Regions from separate parts of the Bos taurus genome. Here region 2 is linked to region 1. A link is a contact called in public Hi-C data. All regions are on one chromosome and are shown on one strand. Each heading gives the region's core, a stretch centred on a gene start, on an enhancer-like site or on the middle of the called end of the contact. The rest is flanking DNA. Distances are from core to core; before and after follow the strand shown.

Evidence for each region. A called contact is a pair of places that touch in the nucleus more often than the background predicts.
Region 2: a Hi-C map of liver shows a contact between it and region 1, with 1.9 times the contacts expected there. The contact joins two enhancer-like sites. A contact is called at or near these places in 2 of 11 Hi-C or Micro-C datasets (liver and skeletal muscle).

What each region holds. Positions count from the first base shown.
Region 1 is chr11:71,306,050-71,311,387 of ARS-UCD2.0, forward strand. No RefSeq gene overlaps it. Among named protein-coding and RNA genes, the nearest start is that of PLB1, 27 kb to the left of the region's middle. Within about 2 kb of position 2,747, at least 19 of the 102 cell types and tissues checked have an H3K27ac peak or open chromatin away from gene starts, as enhancers often do. A contact at or near this core is called in liver, where this site is marked.
Region 2 is chr11:71,998,713-72,003,635 of ARS-UCD2.0, forward strand. The region is part of intron 13 of SLC4A1AP (solute carrier family 4 member 1 adaptor protein); the gene reads right to left. Among named protein-coding and RNA genes, the nearest start is that of SLC4A1AP, 29 kb to the right of the region's middle. Within about 2 kb of position 3,634, at least 3 of the 102 cell types and tissues checked have an H3K27ac peak or open chromatin away from gene starts, as enhancers often do. A contact at or near this core is called in liver, where this site is marked.

The DNA.
Region 1 (5,338 bases), core at 1,497-3,996:
CGCTAGGAGTCGGACACAACTGAGCGACTTCACTTTCACTTTTCACTTTTATGCATTGGAGAAGGAAATGGCAACCCACTCCAGTGTTCTTGCCTGGAGAATCCCAGGGATGGGGGAGCCTGGTGGGCTGCCGTCTCTGGGGTCACACAGAGTCGGACACGACTGAAGCGACTTAGCAGCAGCAGCAGCTCATCAGCCAACGTGGATGCTGTGCCTACCATGTGCAGAGAACACAGAGGTGAATTTTAAAGGAGGTTCTGAATTAATTTACTGGGGCTGCCATAACCAAATGTCGTAGATGGAGCAGCTTAAACAGAAATTTATTTTCCCATGATTCTCGAGGCAGGAAGTCTAAGACCAATGAGTCTGCAGGCTGGTTTCTTTTGAAGCCTCTTTCCTTGGCTTGCAGATAGCTGCCTTCTCCCTATGACTTCACATGGTTTTCCCTCTGTGTGTGTCTGTGCCCCGACCTCCTCTTTTTATAGGGACACCGGTCACATTGATGAAAGCCACCCTAACCCACCCATATGACCTCATTTTAACTTAATTACCTATTTAAAGATCCTGTCTCCAAATTCAATCATATTAGGAGTTCAATATTTATGAATCTTGTTGTTGTTCAGTTGCTAAGTCGTGTCTGACTCTTTGTGACACCATGGACTGCAGCACGCCAGGCTTCTTTGTCCTTCACTATCTCCTGGAGTTATGAATTAAAGGGGAACGCAATTCAGCTGATAAGAGGCTCTGGTCTCAACGAGGCGTTCTCCTGTGACAACAGCTTTCTCTTTGATTGCCATCTGAGGTTAGGCCCTGAGACGAGGTGGTTTAGGATGTATTTCCTGTGTTGTTGTAGACTTTCTAAGGCAGGATGACTCTATGGAGTAGGCACTGAACTGTCAGATCGGAATTCAAATTTTGCCTCCCTCACTTACTAGTTGGCTGATGTAGCTCAAGTTACATAGGCTCTGATGCCTCTGCTTCTTCACAGTATAATGAGAATCATACAGCCTGTCTCACAGGGAGTTTTTGTGAAGATCCAAAAAGATAATACATGTGAAACATAACACAGTGTCTGGGAACACGGTAAGTACTCACTAAGTACATGTGTGCTGAGTCGCTTCAGTCATGCCTGACACTTTGTAACCCCATGGACTGTAGCTTGCCAGGCTCCTCTGTCCATGGGATTCTCTAGGCAAGAATACTGGAGTGGGTTTCCATGCCCTCCTCTAGGGATTGAACCCTGGTTCCTTACGTCTCCTACATTTGCACGCAGGTTCTTTACCACTAGTCCACTTGGGAAGCCCGCTTACCTAGTGGGAGTTCCTTTTCCAGGTGTATCTCCTGCAGGATTTCCTCTTCCAGAGTATTAAAGATGTATTCTATGTATCCCATCCATTCTCGCTCCCTGGAGAGGAGTGTGCCAGGAAACATAAGAAACTCAGATACAGGGTTAAGACGTCAGTTTCCTCAGCTGATCCATAGCCCAAATGCCTGACTGCTGTACTTGACTCCTCAGGTTTGGGCCAGAAGGACCCTTCCTTGGGCACCTCTTACAGTCCAGGCTGACCAGCTCACCAGCTCTCCACCCCACAGGTGGTCTCCCGACTTTTCCACCTGTTACTGGCTTAGGAGAGATTCCACCCTCTTCTGGGGCAGCCAGGCCCCAAAGCAAGAAGAGGGGAAAACAATCTGGACTTGAACTTCATCAGCAGTACCCACTGCCAGGACCTCTGTGAGAATGTGATGTGGGAAAGGGTGAGGACAACCATCGAGTCCAGGCTGACCCAGCTATGGAAGCTGGTCAGGCAGAGAAAACAAGTCCAGGGGCTTGCATAGACCAGATCTCACAGTCCAGAGAGGTGGGTACTGGACTAGTGTGGGGACCCAGGTTCTATTCCCAGCTCTGATAGTCTCCAATGGTGGGCAACTCACAAGACTTTTCTGAGCTTACGTTCCCCTCAGAGAGACACATGGGATAATGTGTTAGAACAATGTGAGTTCATATTTTATCAATAAGTCCCAGAGGTATCCTACTGGCAACCCTTCTCTGGGCTACCACACTTTCTCAGCTGCCTTGGAATGAAGGGAGAAGTCCTTATTGCTTTGGGTTCCAATTTCCTTAAACTGTCAGCATTACACACACACACACCACACTTTGCAGCAGATTAAGGATGCATTACTTCTCAAAACAAGTAACATTTCCAGCTTTGGAATAAGAGGGATGAGGGCTCATTTGGGGCCACGTTGCCTCTTCAACATCATCCCACCCCCACAATCGCCAGTCCTCTCCCCTCCCCCTCCCTCCCTGAATTACTCACACTCCTGGAAACATGACTGATGACTTCGGGATGAGTAAGAGGCCCATGCGCGTCATGGCCCAACTGCTGGGAGGGTGAATGAGTTCAATGCTCCCTCAAGCTGGGCCACTTAAACATGTGCCAGGAGTCCTGCTGGAAGAAGGGGCCACAAGACCCTAGACGGGAGCTAGGAAAAGCCAGTCAGGACAAGCTAGAAGTCCTTTCCCCCTTCCCCCAGGCTTTCTGCCAACCTTTGGGTGAGGTGACAGTAGCCTTCTGAACATGGGTTGACAGCCCCCACCCCTTTCTGGGCAGCGGGTGCAGCGGCTCTCACTGGGTTCCAAGACACTGTGTTTCTTTGACCCAAGCACCCCAGCCTCACCCCAGCACAGCCAGGCCCCAGGCAACCCTGAACTTGGCAGCCTAGCCTTGGCTGCTTTGAAAGGACCTTAATCCAGGGCTCAATCTGCAGGGTGCGTACGTGGAGTGGGTGTGTGTGTTTACACTCTCCTGTACGCCCTAATCCATGGTGCCAGTCAAGCAAATATTTTGGGTCTGTTTTCCATTATCCACATGTCCCATTTCTGGACATTTGGTGGAAATGGGATCTCAGCAAAGGGGAGGTATTAATTCAACATGTTCTGAAATGTTTGCTTTACATTCTTGGAGTTAAAGTACAAGCAGAACATACTACTATAAGCAAAACAACATGCAAACTAGATTTCCTGCACTTAGTAAATAGTGCTGAAGCATCAGTTTCCCCATTCCTAGCATGGGCGCAGTCAGGACATGGACGGCATGGATGGCATGGACGACAACGCAGGGCTGTGAAGCGGAGGCAGACCCACGTGGGTGTTCTCTGCAACCAGGGTAAGACGGTGTCCTCACTCTGAGCCTCGGCTCCCCAGATGGTCCTTCCGTGTAGGAAATGGGACTCACCTTCAAGCGTTGCCCCATGAGGATCTTGAGGTATCACCTGGGACCCACTCTGATGTCTTTTGAATTGCTCAAGACAAGATTGATGCATCAAGGGGAGGGATTTTAATAAGGCATTTCAGAACAGAGGAGGCACTAGATCTCAGAAGAATACAGGATGAGTTGTTTCACAGCATCTTGAGATCCTAGATGCAGGAGCTAAAACATTGGTGAGGCAGGCGAATGGACTGGCCATTGCACCCCCCTGATTCCTCTTCGCCAGTCCCTCTCCCAGCAGAAAGGAGGGCTCCTCTCCTCCACCTTCACTCTTTATTATCATTAGCCTCAGTTATTTAAATATGGATTGTTAGAAGTTCCATTTAAAGCAGGATAAACTTTAAATAATAAACTCATGTGCTTCAGGATATTACTTGCTTCCCTTCCCTATGACTCAGCTCAGACCCCTTGCTACTAGAGTGGCAGGACATTAATTACAGTCAATTCATGATTCCTTCTCCCCTTTCTTAGCGTCAGGACAGACAGAAAACCACACGCACTAGGGTAACTTTTCATCCCCCTTCTGGGATGGCCATTGTTCTGATACATAGGCTGTTCAGGGCACAGCTCTTCCCCAGGGCCACAGTGAGGGTCCAGGATTCATTCTGCTTCCCTGGGCCATCAGAGACAGGAGGTGTTCTGCAAGGGTTCCCCTGCCTCCCTGAGATTCTAACCCCAAGGTAGGGATGCATGGTTGTTCTGGTTCCTTCCACCAAGCCTAGGGTGGGTTCTCTCATCTTAGAAGAATTGTTAACTAGAAGTGGATGGATGAGCCACTTTTTATCACCCTTTGTTCCCCAAATGTTTTGTCTCTAGTCCTTGGAGGACTTGGGCTTTCAAAACCAAAGCCAGGAAGTCTCCCTTTTTTGACTGCTCTTGAGATTGTGCTTATTTCCCTTTGGCAATCAGCACAGAATTGTGGTGAAAAGGGCAGAGGATACATACTTGAGGAAATGGGTTCATATTTCAAAACTGTGCTGCCCCATGGAGGATTCTTGCTACCTGCTTTAGGACTTGATTTCTAGAGCTGGTTTAAAGCTCTAGTAATCAAATGGTGGGTCTTGGCATAAGAATAGACAATGGGATCAAAGGAACAGAATCCAGAACTACATCCACACACATACAGTCAACTGATCATCAGCAAATCAAGGTAATTCAATGGGGAAGAAAAGTCTTTAATTTCACATGGCGGTAGAATAACTGGATATTCACATATTTAACAATGAATATTGACTGTTACATCATACTCCAAAACTATGCTAAGATGGATTATAGACCTAAACAGGCAACCTAAAACTATAAAACTTCCAAAAGAAAACAGAGCAGAAAATGTTCATGACCTTGCAGAAGACAGTTTTATTAAACAGATCATGAAAAGCACAAACCATTTTTTTAATGGAAGATTTATATATTAGACCTCATCAAAATTTTCTTTAAAAATCAAAAGACATTGTCACAAAAATCAGCAGGCCAGTCTAACAAAGAAATATTCACCAAACATATATCTGAAAAAGTTTTGGTGTCCAGAATATATACAGAATACCAACAGATCAATATCGTTTCAGTCGTGTCCCACTCTGCGATCCCATGGACCGTAGCCAGCCAGAGTCCTCTCTCCAGGCAAGAATATTGGAGTGGGTTGCCATGTCCTTCTCCAGGGCATCTTCCCAATCCGGGGGTTGAACCCACATCTCCTACATCTTCTGTGTTGGCAGGCAGGTTCTTTACCAATAGTGCTACCTGGGAAGCTCCAATAAAAAGGAACTTCCCCCCAAATAAAGAAATATTAGATAAAAGAGAGCAGAAAACTTGACCAGACATGTCACAAAAGAAGATTGGCCAATAAACAATTAAAGATTGCTCAACATCATTGAGTTAATCAGGAGACGCAAATTAAACCACCATACAATCACATTTTACACCTACTGAACAGCTACACCTAAAAAGACCAACAATACTAAATGTTGGCAAGGACATGGAGCAACTGGGACTCAGACATTGTTAGTGGGGCTGTAAAAGGGTCTATTTTGGAAAACTGTTTGACAGTTTCCTATAAAGTTAAATATACG
Region 2 (4,923 bases), core at 2,384-4,883, 690 kb after region 1:
ATCAAACCTGGACCCCCTGCCCTGGGAGCGCAGTCTTAGCTACTGAACCACCAGGAAAGTCCCACCACAGTTCCTTGAACTTCACTCAATGGTATACCTGTTTCATTCCACCATATTGTTACTTAATGTTCTTCTTTAAATAAACTACCTTAAAAGCTGACCTCATTCTATGCAACATTACATACGTGTATGTGTGTATAAATAATAATGCATGTATTTATATTCACAACTACTAAAATTAAACATGTTCGTTCTCCTCCCCCAAAGTCAACTTTCATAATGCCAGTGATGCTGGTGCACACTTTGAGAAACTGTCCAACTGTCCTCCGCCCTCCCTGCATTACTAATGATGGATTGTCACAGGCTGGCAGCCAAGTGGCTGCCCTTGTTGAAATGTTCAGCCAGTAGGATCACTCAGGGCCACCACTGTCGTTGTTAGGGCTGTGCCTCCAAATCACAGAACTACTAAGACAGAGGGGATAAGACAGGTCATAGAATCCAACTCCTAAGGGACAGAGTCATATACAGCACACCCATTCACAGTCCTAAAGGTTAAGGGAGCAGCATGCAGAGGCAAAAAGACAAATGAGCTGTAGTCTTTGCTCAAGAAACTCACAAACCTTACAAATATAAACAACTGAAAACTAGAAGGAATGAGCAAAGAATCTGGAACTACGGTTCCACCATGAACTTGGCATGCCTTTGAGCAAGTTGCTTCATTTTCTGAGCCTGTTTCCTTAGACAAAAGGTGATAATAGCTCCTCTTTTTACTTTTAAGACAGATAGCAGCAGCAGCAAACTCCTCCATAGAATATTTGCATGAAGACTGGAGGATGACTTTCTCCAGGTGAAACGAAGCACCAAAAATAACAGGCTGGGAAGAGATCTGGGGAGCTTGTCAGAGTCCCTAATTTGCTGCTTCCAGGTCTTAGGCCTGGGAAGACTCTGGTGACCTGAACCAGCTTGCTGCCCTGAAGTCTTTCAGAATCCTGATTGTGAAAGAGTTCAGGATCTTCTTATTCTTTCTTCTGCTTTGAAACGTTTGTCTTCTGGCATTCAACTCCTGTATAGCGATGGAGCTTTACTGCCCTCTTGTGGTCACTCCCTGACATAGCTGCATTGACTTTTGAAGGGCTGCGCGTGACAGCCTGAAGAAACCAGAGCCAACCATCCAGATCAAGATTTTCCAGGGCCAGCAGAGGACTTAAAGCCCAAATTAAAGCCAGCTGCTGTAACCCAGAACTCCTTGATGGGAAGGGGTAGTTCTGCCCGATTTTTCCCCAAGTAGGACAGGAATCCAGGCCTCTGCCTGCATTAAGACTGCTAAAATGGTAGGTGCTGAGATTATCCAGCTTGTCTGCAAAAGTTCTGGAAACAAAGAGCTCTAAGGCCCCTTCTCTGCCTGGAAAACCCAATGGTAAGAAGGGCCAGGACTTGAACTTGCCCTCCAACCCTCAGTCGTGTAAAGCAAGTTAGCTGAGCACCTATTTTGTGAACTGGTAAGTTCCATGAGGTGCAGGTGGGGTACAAAATAAGATAGTTCCTGTCCTCAACTCATAATGCTTACAAACGTAAATGGCCCAAGCACACACATAATTAACAGCTGTCAGGCCATCCAAGCAAGAGCCATCACAGAAGCAGAAATACAGTCTGTAGGGCTGCTGAGGAGAGGGGGGTTTAGTGACAATCAGGATGATCAAGGTTTCCTGAAGATAGTGAGACTCAGGCTGAACTTTTGAAAAATGGGTAGGACTCTACCCAGTAGACACAAGCCAGGACACTGCATGCTGCATGCCCAGGTGCTTCAGTCATGTCCAATTCTTTGTGACCCCATGGACTGTAGCCCACCAGGCTCCTCTGTCCATGGGATTCACCAGGCAAGAATCCTGGAGTGGGTTGCCATGCCGTCCTCCAGGGGATCTTTCCCACCCAGGGATAAAACCCCAGTCCCTAGCGTCCCCTGCATTCTTTACCGGGTTCTTTACCACTGGCGCCACCTGGGAAGCCCAAGAGGACCACATTCTGGGGAGCTGATTATGTATCAAGAATGGCTAAAGTTTTTATAGATAGCTCAGTTATTTAATCTCCACAACAATACTCTGAGGTAGCTCATATTTTCTCTATTTAATAAACAAGGAAACGGAGGCTCAAGGCCATGTACAGCAAGGCTTGATGGACAATATGGTTAGAAGTAAAAGGTCTGTTCAGGGCAAATCTATTGTTACTAGAGTATAGGGTACAGGTGGTTGGGTGGCAGAAAGGGAAGCGATAAGAGCATATGGGAATCAGTTATGATCAAAAATTACAGGAACCCTATAATACAGATTCTAAAGCCTCAAATGAATTTGGATAATGGAGAGGCTTTTGAGGTTTCAGAGATGAGGATTCTGCTCAGTGATGTACTGGCCAAGAAGTTCTTTTGGGTTTTTCTCTTTTTAGGAGAGCTCAGAGGTGTGGACAAGAGCTGGATGAGGCACAGACTAAAGGAAGGGAAATCTGGGAGGAATCATGAGGGGAGTGGAGCTTGGGTCAGGGCAGGGGGTGATACAGAGGAATGAATCCTAAAACCTCTACATGGAGAAATTTTTAAGATTGACTTGGGGTCAGTCTTTTTTTAATGCTAAAAGAAAAAAAAAGAAGGTACTTTAAATGGCTGAGCAAAACAAAATCACAGTGTTTGGTTTCAGACAAAGACCTCAAGAGATATATGTTTCATGTTATATACTACCCTCTACTACAAACATTTAGACACGATGGTTATAGAATCCTTTTCCACTAAAGGCTTATGAAGCCTGCAGAAATGCTTCCTCAAGAGATATAAGATATACACTTGATTTATAAGATGCTCTTTCACGGGTTAGATGGCAAGAAAAATTGTCCTCTGCAGGAAGTAAATAGACTTTTACTTTTAAGGATAAATGAGGACTCTAAATGCTACACTTAAAATTCCATATCAAATTGGCAATTAGCACAGTCAGAACCAAGGATGTGGACTAAGTTTAAAAGGAGAGTTATTCTTAAATCTTTTCCCATTTTCCAAATAGAAATCTATTCAAAGTCATACCATCAATTCTATTGATATCTCATTAAAATGAATTACAAATTCTATGAAGACTCGAAATAAAGATTGATTTGGGGAATGAAGAAGGTGGAGTTACACTCAGTGGGAACCACTGTTCCCATCATATGCTGAGCCCTCAAACCTGTCATCCATGCTGGGTCCTCTTTGGGGGACCCTATAATATATAATATATATTATAATTTTGGGGGACCCATATAATATTATATGACCCTATAATAGAAGTCTCTCTCAGTCCCACCCTGGACTGTGCTTGCACCAAATCTCTAAAACAAAGCAGGGCAAAGTCCTCTCAGATTGCTGAGAAGAAATCTTGAAAAATGGTTCTCAATGCCCACATCAAGTGAGGCATCTCAGGATCAAAGAGCAACCTGTCACGAGAAGACGCCATACTGGCTTGATGCTGTGACCCACCCTCCAGAAAGGTCAAGGAGAGTTTTACGTCATTTCCCAACAGTTCATCAAACCTGCTGGGTCCAAACAGGGGTGGACCAAACCTTGCATGAGAACTCAGCCTCAACAGGGGTTTGGATTCCTGCTTTTGATTGCCACAGGGCTGGCAGGCTTCCCCCTGGCTCCCATTCTCAGGAAGCCGTCCACAGCTGCTGGTCACTTGTCACACCCTATCTGGGAGGTGGCAGCATTTCAATGGTAAAGCAACAGATCCCCCAGGCTGTGGATGATTTCAAAGTTCAATAGATAGGAACTGTGTCATTATTTCCCACATAGTTAACTCCTTCCAGTTCCAGTGAAGTAGTAACGGGTAAAGGCTCATAATGGGCTACAGGTAAATAATGGGACTTCATACTTTCTATCCTAGATTGGGACAATTCCAGGGGAAATTTTTAGAGCAGGCACTCAACAAACATTTATTGCATATACCAGGTACTGTGCAAAATCACTAGAAATGTCCAAAAGCAGACAGAGATTCTGTTTAAATTCATGCCACTGACCTTTTCTTTCCAGAATGCTGCTCACTGTAGCACTTACTTTTTCCCCAAATAAATGAGTACCTGTAGCCAAAAACACTGTTCCCCGTACCAAAGATTTGGAGACCAGTTGTCCAAGACTGGAGGCTGCCTGCAAAATTTCTGCCTGCCACCTGGTCTGAATCTTAGGCTCAGCTGGTGAAGACTGAAATTGTTCTCAAGCCCTCTTCTGAGATCCAGACCTCTTTATCCAACTGTTTTCTAGATATCTTTACTTAGATGTCTTAAAGGGACATCAAGTTCAACTTGTCCAGATGACATCTATGATATCCTCCACCTCCAGCAGGTCCTCCTCCAGTATCCCCTCATCTCAGCAAACAGCATCAGCCATTCAGATGTACAAGCCAGTGACTGAGGAATTACCCTCCAGCCTCCTCCCCCTTTACTCCCAGACAATCCATCACTCAGTCTCCGCCATCTTACTCGTTAAATTGTTGCAAGGACCCCTTTCTGTCTCTGCATCTTGATCTCCACTTAATTCAAGCTGCCATCGTCTTTCAGCTGGATATCTGCAGCAGACTCCTGACTGGTCTTCCTGCATCCTCTTTCCTCTTCCATCCTTCCTCCCACCGGTAGCTTGAGTGTTCTTTAAAAGACCCAAATCTGACCATTTCACTATCACTGACATCCCAGTGGCTTCCCATTGCTCTTTAAATACAGAGGCAGATGTGATGCAGAATTCCTAAGGAGGCCACGAGAGTAGACCAGGGACACCCTGCTCACAGATAACCTGTTGAATTCTTGGTGTTAACAATATTTTTTGTAATGTCTAATAACCTTGCCTCCATTTCTGTGAAAAGGACACTGGATCACTTAGATTTTGGATAACCAAAAAACTACAACCACATAGTACAG